Regions from separate parts of the Mus musculus genome. Here region 2 is linked to region 1. The links are chromatin contacts, called in public promoter capture Hi-C maps. All regions are on one chromosome and are shown on one strand. The core of a region is the stretch at or near the end of the contact, and the rest is flanking DNA. Distances in the headings are between cores, read along the strand shown.

Region 1 (3,062 bases), core at 462-2,961:
CCAGGACACCCACAAAAATGTGTTTCCCGAGATTCTCCATCCAGGTCAGGGGGCCCTGTGCAGCCCTGTCCTTTAAATTCTGGTTCTCGAGTCAAAGGTAGCACACATAAAACCTATTTTGCTGCTTCGGTACGTCAAGCAATGCCACTAAAGTTTCCTCACCCGCCAAAGCTGAAACAGTGAGTTCTAATCTCTCAAAGCCTTTTGCCGAAAATCTAAAGGGGGTGGGGGGCTATGGTGGTGGCGTGGGGGGGGGGTCGGAGAAGAAGAAAGACTGAGACAAATGTTTTATCTGTCGCCTTCTTCCCTACCCAACCGGACCAACAACTTCCAGAAGGTTCTGCGAGGCATAGAGCCATTCCGTAGGGACATCTCGGTGCTTCTGAGGAAGCGGACCGAGCAGGGATCCGATGACGACTGGAGATGTTGAAGGAATAAATACCAGTCCACAAATAAACAAACTGTCCCCGGGATTCCTAGAGGGAAGGAGCACGCTTGAAGGTCGGGGAACTCCGAGTCGCTGTGCGTCAAGGTTGGCATAAAATTAAAAAAAAAAAAAGTCCTTCAGTTACCAGGCCCTCTAAGGAGCCCCTGGTCCTCAGCTCACCTTATCAAAACTCAGTAAAACAAACAGCCTGAAATACAGTCAATTTACAGGATCCCAAAGATGCTGACCGCGGAGTGGGACCCACGCCGGGCCCCGGCAACAGCTAGGGAAGCGGGTCCGAGGCTACACAGTGCCGCGCTCCTTTGCGTTTCCAGTGACGAAGCCGGCGATGGAGTGCAGGCTTGGAGCTCCCCACGCCGAACGGGGACACCAGCTCCCGGGGGCTGGCTGCCTTGTCCTAACCTCCAGACAGCGCTTTCATAGGTGGGGAGAAGGGAGAGGCCGGGATGGATGGCAGGGAAAGCTAGCCCTCGTCTATGCGGGAGAGGAGACCAGGAAAGCAACAGTTGGGTTCACGCGCTTCCCTGAACCCCACGAAATTGTTTGGAGGACTCAGATGGATCACCTAAGTAGCAGCGAAGACGAAGGACCAATGGTTCCTTAGGTGTTACCTTCCCAGTTTGGCATTCCCACTAAGCCTTCCCTCCCAGCCCGACCCCGTCGTGAAGGGGAGAGGAACCGAATTCTCCAACCCGGCCTCCTTTGTGGGCTCTTCCTCAACCTGGAAGCGTCCTGTGAATTATCCATCACTGCATTCAACAGGCCCTACACGCTCAGTCCGTTTGCTCTGAACCCATTACAACTAGGCCCCGATAATTAAGAAATCTAATTATTCGCCTCTTCATCCATTAATAATAATAAAAAAAAAATCTCCAGGCTCTTTCCTACTTACAAGGTCTTGGGGGCAAATCTCTGCCCAACTTCATCAATTCGATGTTATATTTCAAACTAAACTTCTTTTTATTTTCCAAAGGAACAGGGTTTTTAATTTTTGCTCTGGACACGTGGTCTCGTTAAACAAAATGTGATAATAAAATAAAATTTTATAAGATGTAACTCATTTTTAAAAGTCCTCAAGTTAACTTGAGCTGGGGGGGGGGGAGATCTGGCTAAGAGCATCTGGGTCTTAGAGCCGACGGATTCAGGCGCTCCTCGTTTTGATTGGTGCCATCCTTCTCGCAGCTGCCAGATGATTGGTGCAAACTTCCTGGAGGGGGCGCGGCCTGAAGAAAGTAAAAACTCGCTTTGAGCCAGAAGACTTTTGAAACTTTTCCCAATCCCTAAAAGGGACTTTGCTTCTTTTTCCGGGCTCGGCCGCGCAGCCTCTCCGGACCCTAGCTCGCTGACGCTGCGGGCTGCAGTTCTCCTGGCGGGGCCCCGAGAGCCGCTGTCTCCTTTTCTAGCACTCGGAAGGGCTGGTGTCGCTCCACGGTCGCGCGTGGCGTCTGTGCCGCCAGCTCAGGGCTGCCACCCGCCAAGCCGAGAGTGCGCGGCCAGCGGGGCCGCCTGCCGTGCACCCTTCAGGATGCCGATCCGCCCGGTCGGCTGAACCCGAGCGCCGGCGTCTTCCGCGCGTGGACCGCGAGGCTGCCCCGAGTCGGGGCTGCCTGCATCGCTCCGTCCCTTCCTGCTCTCCTGCTCCGGGCCTCGCTCGCCGCGGGCCGCAGTCGGTGCGCGCAGGCGGCGACCGGGCGTCTGGGACGCAGCATGCAGGCGCGTTACTCGGTATCGGACCCCAACGCCCTGGGAGTGGTACCCTATTTGAGTGAGCAAAACTACTACCGGGCGGCCGGCAGCTACGGCGGCATGGCCAGCCCCATGGGCGTCTACTCCGGCCACCCGGAGCAGTACGGCGCCGGCATGGGCCGCTCCTACGCGCCCTACCACCACCAGCCCGCGGCGCCCAAGGACCTGGTGAAGCCGCCCTACAGCTATATAGCGCTCATCACCATGGCGATCCAGAACGCGCCAGAGAAGAAGATCACTCTGAACGGCATCTACCAGTTCATCATGGACCGTTTCCCCTTCTACCGCGAGAACAAGCAGGGCTGGCAGAACAGCATCCGCCACAACCTGTCACTCAATGAGTGCTTCGTGAAAGTGCCGCGCGACGACAAGAAGCCGGGCAAGGGCAGCTACTGGACGCTCGACCCGGACTCCTACAACATGTTCGAGAATGGCAGCTTCCTGCGGCGGCGGCGGCGCTTCAAGAAGAAGGATGTGCCCAAGGACAAGGAGGAGCGGGCCCACCTCAAGGAGCCGCCCTCGACCACGGCCAAGGGCGCTCCGACAGGGACCCCGGTAGCTGACGGGCCCAAGGAGGCCGAGAAGAAAGTCGTGGTTAAGAGCGAGGCGGCGTCCCCCGCGCTGCCGGTCATCACCAAGGTGGAGACGCTGAGCCCCGAGGGAGCGCTGCAGGCCAGTCCGCGCAGCGCATCCTCCACGCCCGCAGGTTCCCCAGACGGCTCGCTGCCGGAGCACCACGCCGCGGCGCCTAACGGGCTGCCCGGCTTCAGCGTGGAGACCATCATGACGCTGCGCACGTCGCCTCCGGGCGGCGATCTGAGCCCAGCGGCCGCGCGCGCCGGCCTGGTGGTGCCACCGCTGGCACTGC
Region 2 (3,291 bases), core at 269-2,768, 610 kb after region 1:
GACAGCTTCTCAAAGCCTTTGGGGAGAAAAGAGGATGCCACCATCTGACTGGTGGGCCTTAAGGAGAGGTTGTTGTGCTTAAGACAAGGAGTTGGGGTTGGGGTTGAGATCTGGGGTTCTGGAAGCGCCCCGATGACCCCGGCTGGCTGCAGGTGCCACCATGCACCTCTTTTGCTCCCAGTCAGGGACTCCCCACCACCGGGGCTTACTGGGTCTCTTGTCACCACCAACCCCCACTAACCCCAACCCTGTGCAACTGTGAAGCCATGCAGACCCCCTCCTCCTCAGCCCACTGCAATGCCCGCTGCCATTCCCTGCATGCAGTCCGGGAGGGCAGGGGATGTGGGCTCCTGTCTTCGGATTGATGGTCCAGGAAATGCATTTTCAATTAGTCCCATGATGCTAGCATCTCTTGGTGGGGGTGGGTAATGAGAGAGAGAGAGAGAGACAGAGAGAGACAGAGAGAGAGAGAGAGAGAGAGAGAGGGAGAGAGAGAGACCTAGTAACCGCGGAGTGGTAACCCCAAAGAGCGACAGCTTCTGGAGTGGGGGGGATACCTGTTGGCCAGGGCGCAAGGCCCACGGGATTGGGGTGGCTTTGCTCCAAGATGCAAACGTGTGACCCAACTTTCTATTAATTTTTAGAGGGGCTAAACGCTATTCGCTAAAGGTGTGTTTTCGAAGGTGAGCGCCTCCCCGGGGACCCCCCAGCGGCCCTGAAAGAAGGAGGAGAGAGTGTGTCACAGGGAGAAACCACCTGTGGTTGGCAGGAGCCTCTCAGTCAAGTCGTGGCCCGCACGGGCCGCGGTGCGGGTGTCCCCGGAGGTAGCGGGGTGGGGACCGCGCGGCCCTCGATTGCCTGCGGCGCCCGCGCCTCCTCCCGGCTCCCCACCGCGGCGTGCGCTCGCGGTGCCCGGTTCCTTCCCGTTACGCAGTTCCTGTCCCTTTAAATCCCAGCCCCTGGCAGCGGAGACTGGGGCGCGCCGGCCGGACCCCGGGCCAGGGGAGGGGCAGGGCGCCCCGGGGTCCTCGCGTGCGCGCGCGCGCGCCCGCCAGCGCCCCTCTCCAGGCGGCCGCGCGCTTGCCGGGGCTCGGAGCGCAAGCCGCCGCCGCAGTGCCGCTGCCCGGTCCGGCCGGGATCGGTGCAGCCGCGCGCGCCGCCGCCCGCGGGCCCCGCCGCCCGGGCCTGAGCCGCGCCCCGCGCCCTCCCGCTCCCGGGGCGCGCGGCGAGGGGCCCTGGCGGCGAGGTGGAGCCGCGGGCACCAGCCGCTCCCCCGCCCTGCGCCGCCCCTCCCCCGCCTCCTCCCGGTCCTGTCTCCAGCGGGAGCGCGAGACGCTGGTCAGGCTCCGGCGCAGCTCGAAAATGAACAATCGCCGCTGGCGGACCTAGACGCCGCCGCCGGTCCGCGCGCGGGGTCGCGGGCGTGCTTCGTCCTCCCCCCCCCCACCCCCCCGAAAAGAGCATCGCAACAAAAAGCCAGCCAGCCAACCAAGACTCCGGTTTGTTGATCGCCTTGTTTCTTTTTTTTTTTTTTTTTTTTTTTTTTTCACCGCTTGCGGGATTCGCAAACCGCGTTACATGCATGTCCAGTGGGGGTAGGTTTAATTTTGACGATGGAGGGTCCTACTGCGGAGGCTGGGAGGACGGCAAGGCGCACGGCCATGGCGTCTGCACCGGCCCGAAGGGCCAGGGCGAATACACCGGCTCGTGGAGCCACGGCTTTGAGGTGCTGGGCGTCTACACCTGGCCAAGCGGCAACACGTACCAAGGCACCTGGGCGCAGGGCAAGCGCCACGGCATCGGCCTGGAGAGCAAGGGGAAGTGGGTGTACAAGGGCGAGTGGACGCACGGATTTAAGGGGCGCTACGGGGTGCGGGAGTGCACGGGCAACGGAGCCAAATACGAAGGGACCTGGAGCAACGGACTGCAGGATGGCTACGGCACGGAGACCTACTCGGATGGAGGTAGGTGCGGGCGGCAGGCGGCGGGGGCGGGGGGAGGAATGAGGACCGTCCCCCTCTTTCTCCTTCTGTTTATCTCCCGGGAAGTTGAGCCTCGCCTTCCAGTTGGGCTGTGGGCTCCTGGGGCATCTCCTAGATTCCCAGGAGGCCTCAGCGGGCCCCTGGCCACAGGTTGCCCCACGCTTGATGGGGACAGTGGCCCATGCCAACCCAAGGAAGGGTTGGGGGCTCTCCAGCAGCAGGGCCCGGCCCCTGCCGCAGCAGCCGAGCCAAAGTCTCAGCATATCCTGAGGAGCAGGCCAGAGATCTGCACCTGCCAGAAGGCCAGGCCGGGTCCTCCGCCACCTCTGGGACCTGCCAAGGCTGGAGGGGGCTGGAGGTAGACCCTTCCCCTCTTTTGGCATTGCCTTCCTGGTATCCCCAGAGTCAGACCCTCGTTGGTTTCTTGTTTTCCTGCGGTGCCCAGGGCCTCCCTCAGTCCTAAAGCAACCCAGGCCAATGGAGAGGGAGCGCTGGGAGCGCCAGAGGCGGGGGATGCCGACCAAACCAAACAGCAAGGCAATAAACTTCTAGGTGGTTGGACACAGGCTGTCGAAGCAGGCTGCTGAAGGGAGGGAGGGAGGAGGCCCATCTGTTTAGCGGGAGCCCAGGAATCTGGCCATTCAGTGGCTGAATCATTTTCACCTTTAGTTTAGGGAATCGCTCTGCGCCTCCAGTGTAAGATGCCACCACAGTCAGGGCAGAGCCGGTGCCGGAAGCCAGGCAACTACCAGTGTGATGGTTTCTGTTCAGAAGTCCCGGTTGGCTTGGCAGCCTTCACTCCAATGTCACCACTCCTCAGCAGCGCTGAGACCTCGGGAATAGTTTTAGGTCCTGGAAGTCAGACCCTAAAGCAGACTCTGCCTGTAGGTCCCCTCCCCCTCGGGGCGCTTATCCCAAGAGGCTGTTCTCTTGCCTCCCTCTGGGCCTGGGCGGCATCGGGCTTTTCTGCACGGATGCCTGGGAAGGGAGCGGAGGAGCCGCAGCAATGACTTGGGCTTCTGCGGGGAGATGGAGAGCTCTACCGAGCCTCTGTGTGTTTTCTTGCCTGAAGCCAGCACCTGCTCCTGGCCACATCTAGGAGTGATGAGGGCTGGAAAGTAATTATTATTTTGGCTTATGCAACTGAAAGACAGGGTTCGTTATTACCCGAAGAGGAGGCGGAGTCTGGGCAGTTAATTATATAATGCTCCTGCCTGTCTGCGCCTTGCCCAGCCCTGGTCCCAGGAGGCCTTTCCTGTACTGTTGTTTTCTTGGATGGGGCTGGAGAGTTTCCCTGACCCTGGGGCAT

What was found. Promoter capture Hi-C pulls out the DNA fragments that hold promoters and counts their contacts.
Region 2: a promoter capture Hi-C map of embryonic stem cells shows a contact between it and region 1, with 4 times the contacts expected there. The contact joins the promoter of Jph3 here to the promoter of Foxc2 in region 1. A contact is called at or near these places in 4 of 39 promoter capture datasets (embryonic stem cells, liver and stem cell-derived epiblast-like cells), 5 of 484 Hi-C or Micro-C datasets (all in embryonic stem cells), 5 of 115 datasets of contacts at active chromatin or transcription factors (embryonic stem cells, large pre-B cells and stem cell-derived neural progenitor cells) and 1 of 9 other capture datasets (embryonic stem cells).

What each region holds. Positions count from the first base shown.
Region 1 is chr8:121,114,460-121,117,521 of GRCm38.p6, forward strand. Foxc2 (forkhead box C2) reads left to right here and starts at 1,712. Exons shown (of 1, transcript NM_013519.2): 1 at 1,712-3,062. The coding sequence starts at 2,156.
Region 2 is chr8:121,729,041-121,732,331 of GRCm38.p6, forward strand. It overlaps Jph3 (junctophilin 3), which reads left to right and starts at 1,519. Exons shown (of 5, transcript NM_020605.3): 1 at 1,519-1,964. The coding sequence starts at 1,583. It overlaps Gm46065 (predicted gene, 46065), which reads right to left and starts at 1,437. Exons shown (of 3, transcript NR_165833.1): 1 at 757-1,437.